2 separate regions of the Ovis aries genome follow, and region 2 is linked to region 1. Evidence: chromatin contacts called from public Hi-C data. All regions are on one chromosome and are shown on one strand. The core of a region is the stretch at or near the end of the contact, and the rest is flanking DNA. Distances in the headings are between cores, read along the strand shown.

Region 1 (3,798 bases), core at 908-3,407:
CATCAAGCCAGGCCTTGTCCCAATTTAATAAGATAAGTTCCCCTGAACCACTGCCAGCAAAGCTAGGATGTCCCACACACGTTTGCTATGGAAACACCTTCATGACTAACAGTCTCTCAAATTAAGGTATTTTAAAATCAAAGCAAGAAGTGGTTTTCATTTTTTTAAAAAACATATCCTGCAGCTAAGGAAAAAATATACTAATTTTCTAAAAGTTGAGAGTTGCTATACTAATATATCCAGCTTCTCTGAGAAGTAGAATCTTAAACAACCCTGATTCCAAGGTACATACATAGTAAAAGCAAGAGTTCACGAATACTCCCCTGTGTCTTTGAACAGCCTCTGTTCTCTTCTGTTGTGTGTTCATGCAGTCACATGTTTGAGTTGTGCCAAGGTCTTTCCTTGAACAGAAGTGTGGACATTGAAGACCCTGCGTGATCTGGATGCCGCCAAATCACCAGACGTCCACTTTCCATCTCACACTATAATGGCACGTTATTGATTCGTAGACTTCTGTAGACCCACAGGCCATTTTGCCTTTGTTCAAGCTCTGGGAAGACTGGGTCTATTTCCCAGGTGACTCTCCCTTTCATTCTTATACACCTTCGTCAGGCACTTCCTTCTCTAAGATTTCTCTGGCATACCCTTTTCTCCTGCCCAGGGACAGCTGATCATTTCCTCTTAATTTCTTACATGCCCTTTGAACTGGGGCCATTTAGAGGGAAGAAGAGACTGTGTTTTGTTTATTAAGTTCCCCAACCCCTGCCCCCATACCCATGGGTTCTGCTCAATAAAAGATGCTGAGTTAAATGACTGAATGAGTAAATGGGCATGTGATGTCCTTTGTTTTATTGTTTAGTTGCTAAAGTGAAAGTGAAAGTCACTCAGTCTTGTCTGACTCTTTGTGACCCCATGGACTGTATAGTCCATGGAATTCTCCAGGCCAGAATACTGGAGTGGGTGGCCAGACAGCCAACCATCTCAAGAATCCTCCATGTCCATCTGGGGCCTTCATATGTGATTCTACCATGCTGCTAACATCAGTCCAGTCTTGCTTCTGCCATGTCCCTCTCATCTTCACTTTTCATACCCTGCCCTCCACCCCTAACTGAAAGCTGGCCTGTCCAATAGATGATGCCTACAGATCTCAAATGGCAAGTTTCTAATCTGATTAATTTATCTATCCCAAGGAGGGAAGACCAGAACGGTGGCTCCCTGGCTGATTAAAAGAATCACCCAGAAGAAATTATGAATGGCTTTGTTCTTACCTGGTGCTATTCAGTAGGTCTCAGTTTGACAAGGGATCTCTCTGTCCTTTTTAAAGCATCTTCCTGATTCCAGTGATGAGGCAAATTTTTGAACTGCCCCATGAGACGCACAATCACAAGAATGGATACCATCTTGCTCTCTAATAAAAGCCATTCAGAAAACACACCCACTGTGTTGTCCATCTCCTGGATGGCAAAGCAGTGACTCTGCAACTCAGTGAAGACAGAAGGGGAACAATTTCATTTGTAACTGACTAGCAGAAGTCATTCCTATTCTAGTTATGCCTTCAGAATCTCCAAATACAATGAATGAATTTTGGGTCAGCTCCCTGACCGCAGAAGTGAGATTCTATTCCTTATTCCATTTGTGTCTTTGTAATAGATGTGATTTTTAGGCCCAAGGTCATTTGGAAACTGATAAGTATATTGTGTAAAAAAAAGTCAGCTCTAAGCCCTCCAGTCCCCTACCGAAGAGATGGATCCAAAGGCAGAAATCCCAGTCCCTAGGATGATTGCTCTTACTCTGCTTTTTCTCAGTATCAGGTGGCATCACACCTTTCCCCAGCAGCCACTCTTCCTCTCCTGACTCCATAGCTGCAGGTTTTGACAGAGCAGACTTCTCCTATGCTAAACAAATGACTTTTTTGAGGCACATTTCCCACTCACTAATACTCTGTGGGCTTCCAGTAAAATTTTAAGATTGCCACATATCCCAGAGGCATTAAAGACCTAATTTTAGAGAAGATGGCAAGGGCCACTGGGAAAACCCATCCTTAACCGTAAGAGTAACGGAGGAGGAGGTGGCTGTGGCCCACTTCCTCGGTCTCACAGGGCAGCATCTTTATGAAAAATGAGCTCAGCTGTTAACAGCCCAGGGAGGGACTGCTATCTACCACATCACAGCCAGCAGAGAAGAACAGGATGTTATGAGTACAGCGTGAACCTCACAGCCAGAGTCAAAACCATACTCGGCGCTTCCCAGGCACATGTTTCCCTTGTTTTCTTCAAACTTCAAGAGAAAACTCTTCCGTTCTGTAAAAGCGTAAGAAAACGGTACCCGGGGAATGGGGCAGCGCACAACTGATCCATCTCCTTGTTTTCGTGTCATGATTGAAAAGAAAGCCCACTCTGGTTCATAACGCCGTAGCACCAAAGTGGCCGGTAGCTCCTCCGTGACTCTTAAAGGACTTCGTCTCCAGGTCACTTGTCTGCGGCCCAAGGAGCCCCAAAGCCCTTTTTGCAGACGCACCTGCAGGTCAGTTCATTTCTGCCAGACTCTTTGACTAAAACATGAAGACAGCTAAGAGCCTTCCGTTAAACATTGTTCGGTTTCAGAAAACAAAACGAAGTGATAGCAAGGGGGCACTGACCACCCCACTGAAGGTGAAGAAAGGTTAACCCCCCCACAACTGGCCGTGCTGATTAAATACTCATTTGCTCTCCTCGGTACCTCCCTTTGTAAAAATTGAACAGCCCACTAGCTGTCAGGTCTAACTCATCCAGTGTCCCTGCAAAGTTCAGAGTATGCTCGTTAGGAATGCAAGGCTTTAGAGGAATCTGGGTTTGAATCCCTCTACTACTTGCTGAGGGATCTTGTGCTAGTTACATAACCTTTCTGAGCCTCAGTTTCTTTTCTTAAAAAGACAAAAATCTATCATAAGAATTAAATAGGAGAATCTATATAAAGGATTTACATGAGATCTGCTCTTTGGGGAATTCTAAACAGGAATTATTGCTTCCCAGATGGCATAGTGGTAAAGAATCTGCTGGGCAATGCAAGAGACACAGGTTCAATCCCTGGGTTGGGAAGATCTCCTGGAGTAGGAAATGGCAACCCACTCGAGTATTCTTCCCTGGAAAATCCCATGCACAGAAGAGACTGGTGGGCTACAGTCCACTGAGTCACAGAGTCAGACACAACTGAACACACACACAGTCGATAGGTATTAGTATTATCACACTAGTATGCTGCTGCTGCTGCTAAGTCGCTTCAGTCGTGTCCGACTCTGTGCGACCCCAGAGATGGCAGCCCACCAGGCCCCCCCGTCCCTGGGATTCTCCAGGCAAGAACACTGGAGTGGGTTGCCATTTCCTTCTCCAATGCATGAAAGTGAAAAGGGAAAGTGAAGTTGCTCAGTCGGTCTGACTCTTAGCGACCTCATGGACTGCAGCCTACCAGGCTCCTCCATCCATGGGATTTTCCAGGCAAGAGTACTGGAGTGGGGTGCCATTGCCTTCTCCGATCACACTAGTATATGAATTCACAAGAGGCTGCAAGCGAAATAGCTCTAATACAAGCTGACTTAAACAAAGAAAAAACAAAACAAAATAATTCCCACACACAGTGGCCTCTTTGGTTCAAGTACACGCTGATCTAATGAAGCCCTAAGACTTGATTTCCTACCCTGACCCCTCCCTGCCTTCTATCTGCCCTGCTCTTTGGCCTTGACTCTTCTGCAGGATCATTCCAGGATTCCAGGTTTCCATAAAGAAGCCACAGTGTAGAAATCTCCATCAAGAGCTGCTAATT
Region 2 (3,798 bases), core at 797-3,296, 100 kb after region 1:
TGTTGCCAAGGCAGATTCTGGTCACTTGCTACTTTCAAGGCCAAAAACACAATACAAGGTCTGACCATTTCCCCAGGTCATGCTTACTAGTTTGTCTTATATACATTTATACATATTTAAGTGCTAGGTAAAAGTCTTGTCATAAAATTTCCAGTACTACCATGTTTAAAATGTTGAGCTTTCCTATTGAGCTGCCAAAAAGGATAATAACTTTTAAGTGTAATAGTGCAAATTTTCTCTGCAAGTTCTACTGCAGAGAAATACAAATTTTCATTAAAGGGACTGACGTAAAAATTTAGGTATCATGTCTGGGAGAAACTGAAACCATCCTAGGACTTCACTCCTAGCAAATAAGATGATCATTTACTTGGACTCACAGGCTATTAAAATCATTGAAAGGTACTGTCCAAACTATGGCACTGTCACTTAAAAAAATTTTTTTTTTACCACTCTATCTTGTGCCAGATCTTCACAGCTGTGACATGGTTTAAATTCCATAATCCATCCCCAAGGGGAGCCCACCCAAAGCAAAAATCAAATTTATCCATCCATTATAAGATGATCCATCCACAGACTATATCTTAACCTGATACAGTCATCATATTGTAGTTTTTGGAAGGGCTTGTTCTGCCCAAGAGAAGTTCCTCCTTACAGCTGATTCTGCTGTCTACCATTTGCACGTTGGTGCTGTTTTGGGTGCTACCTCCTGCTGGTGAGGCTTCGTACAGCACACAGATGGAGCCATCCTCGCCAATTCTGTAGGACACTTCGTACGGGTCAACCCAGAGCGTGAGTTCACTTGGGAGAAGCCTGAACAGCTCCTGACTGCTCAGTCCAATCCGCTGCGCTGCCTGTCCAATCAGAGGATCCATTTTATGGTTGATGCGAATACAACGGTAACCTGATCCCTTGCAGGGCTTCTCTGGGAACCAGTGATGTTTATAATGTTCTACACAAGAAAGGAAGAGAGAAAACAATGCTTAGACCCCGTTACTGCCGGCTCCCGCCTTAGTCTCCTTCTTCTGTTGGCTCCTTTAAGTGAAAATGCCGAATATCAACTTTTTTTTAAAAAGCCCCGCAACGCATTCGCGGATGTGCGCGGATGGAAAACGAGCAGGGCAGGGTTTTAGAAACAACAGTTGCACGGGACAAAACAATCTCCGGGAACCAACCGGCTGAGCCGCCAAAACGGGAATCAGGCGCGCAGCCTGCGCCAGCCGGACGGCACCGGCGGCCAGGCGGGAACCTGTTTACTTTCTCCACCCCACCCTGGCCGCACACAATAGGGTTTATGACTTTGGAGGAGAAGCGCCACCGGAGTGTTAACCCCGAAGGGAAGGAAAACAAGCCACCCTAAACCACGCTCTGGGCAGGGCTGTAATTGTGCCGCTGACAAATCCGATGATTAATGGGCAGGGTTAGGAGGCGTGGGGGGACCGCACGTCTGTCCCGAGTGAGCTTCGGGGCAGCCGCGCCGTTTTACCCCCGGGCCCGACCGCCGAGCCCGCAACCGTTGGACCGGAGTGGGGGGAGGGAGCGTCGAACCCACCCCAGCCCGCGGGTCCTTTGTCCCCCCAAATCCGCGGAACGTCCGAAGACCGCAGCTCCCGCCTCGGTCGGCTTTAGTTTCTTTGTTGTGCGTCAGTTTTCTTCTCCCCTCCGTTGGCCAACCGCGGGGGGACAGGGAGCGCCCTCGACCCAAGCCCCAAACCCTCCCCGGGACCCGCCGTTAGCGGCCGCCGGCGCGCCAGCCACCATCCCGCGGTCGGACTCGAGCGCGGTCGCCCGGGGCGCTGCGGACACTCCCGCGGCCCCGACGGCCCGGCCCCTACAAGTGCGGCCGCGTCGCCCCCCGCCCCCGGCGTCCCTCGCCCTCCTGCCACCACGGCCCGCTCACCTGCCAGCAGCTCCTGCAGGCTCTGACTGAAGGTCTGCAGTTGTCGCTCGCTCGTGAGCCCCTTGGTGCGGAGGAACTTAGAGATGAAGGACACGGCGGCGGCGATCTCGCCTATCATGGTGGCGGCCCGACTGTAGAAGGGATGCATGGGGGCGGCGGGCGGGGGCGGCCCGGGGCGGCCGGGGCTCGGCGGCGCGGCCCCGACGGAGGAGCGGCCACCCCGGGCTCCCTCACAAGTCAGAGGGCTGAGAGGGAGAGAGGGCGTGAGCGGCGTAAGGCTACTTTTTTTTCTCCTTTCTTTATAGTAAAAAAAGTTATTTTCGACACAGGAGGCGGCAGGAAAGAGGAAGAGACGAGCGACGGCGGCCTGGTCACATCGCTCGGACCTCCCCAGCCGCCTCCGCCTCCAGCTCCGCAGCCTCCGAAGCTCCCAACAGTTGCATTTCCAGCTCCGACGGGCTAAGAGATAAAGGGGTGGTGCAGCACTTTTTATAGAGCCACGGAAAGGAAGTGGCGTAGCTGGAGCGTGACGGCCCAGTCCAGCCAATCCAGAGATCGCACCATTGTGACGCAAGCAGATTCGGAGTCGGAGGGGGCGGGAAAAAGGGGCCAAGGGGCGGGTCCATAGACTAGGAAGAGAGGGAGGAGCTGACGTAATCCGCTTGTAAACAAATAAACCCTGGAGTGGCAGCGGGAGAACGGGGAGCAAGTGGCGGGGGAAGGAGGAAACTAGGGGTGCGCGTGTGAAAGCCCCGCCTCCCCAGCCCTAGCTCCTCCTTCCCGCTCCAGCAACTCCAGGCACCGCGCCAGCGCATCCTCTGCAAGAGTACTCTGCCCGGGCTAGCCTGCAAGGAGGCTTAATGCTGTGCAGATAAAAGCGGCCCGGCTTAGGCTGTGTACGCCCGCGCCAGCGGCACGAATACGTCTGCATGGCAGTGGCCCGCTGACTGTACTCGGTGTTTACATCCTGTCCCCGACGCCGAGTCTACGTGGCTGGCTCCACGGGCAGGATGAGCAGCGGGGTGTGGGTACCAGTGCTGAGGATACGGGGAGTGTGGAGAAGAGTGGAGCGAACCGGCTCTCGAGGGTTAGTCAGCCTGTTAGGGTTGCTGTTCAGTGGCGTCAAGAGTCAAAAGGAGAGAAGAATGGAGTCCTTACTGAACCCATCTTAAAACTGATAAGAAAGCCTGTAATTGCAGATAAGTATGTTAACCGTAACGTTTAATCTATAAACAGAAAAAAACTATATAATGCGTTTTACACCGTTTACGCACAAAACCGAAGGTTGTTTCTTTTTCTAAACTAAGTAACTGTCTCAGCCTTCGCCTTTTGCTGTTCTTTATAAAACAAGAAAATAAAGATAAAATGTGAAGGCTGTGAAAGTACTAGGGCAGACATTTAAGGTTACTTGAAGTCCTACTTGCCAGGCTGGGGGTAGGGGTGGGGGGCCGGAGGGGACGCGGGAATACGAAGGCAGGAGCCTGCTAAAAACGATTAGGCCTGCGAAAGGGTTAACCCGAACTCCATTAAAGAGGAGGGGGGGAAAAAAAGATGGTGAGCTGGGCAGATGGAGAAAGCAAACAAGAGGCAGAAGTTGAACTCTACCAGATGGAAATAAATATCCTGAACTTAGCTGGTCATCAATATTGCAAAACACTGCTGAGCCAAAGGGTATAGAAATGAAGGGAAAAGTACAATTCACCATAAAGCAGTAGGAGAAAAATATTTGTTGTTTGAATGAAATATGTAAAACTGGGCTTGAAAGAATAGCTTCTAGGTTATTTTTTCATTTGTATACAATAATTATAGGCAGTTACATGTGAAATAAATACTTTAAAAGATAGTAAAACTGAATTATTTAAAAGCATTGACATGAAAGTGTTTTCTTTGAATAAATACAT

What was found. Hi-C and Micro-C count contacts between places; a contact is called where the count stands out from the background.
Region 2: a Hi-C map of blood shows a contact between it and region 1, with 2.6 times the contacts expected there. The contact joins the promoter of BTG1 here to the enhancer-like site in region 1. A contact is called at or near these places in 2 of 16 Hi-C or Micro-C datasets (both in blood).

The regions. Positions count from the first base shown.
Region 1 is chr3:128,434,969-128,438,766 of ARS-UI_Ramb_v3.0, forward strand. No RefSeq gene overlaps it. Among named protein-coding and RNA genes, the nearest start is that of BTG1, 100 kb to the right of the region's middle. Within about 2 kb of position 2,158, at least 16 of the 54 cell types and tissues checked have an H3K27ac peak or open chromatin away from gene starts, as enhancers often do.
Region 2 is chr3:128,536,622-128,540,419 of ARS-UI_Ramb_v3.0, forward strand. It overlaps BTG1 (BTG anti-proliferation factor 1), which reads right to left and starts at 2,047. Exons shown (of 2, transcript NM_001142887.1): 1 at 1,898-2,047; 2 at 1-949. The coding sequence starts at 2,045. The coding sequence ends at 582. LOC121819091 (a long non-coding RNA gene) reads left to right here and starts at 2,718. Exons shown (of 2, transcript XR_009600216.1): 1 at 2,718-3,100.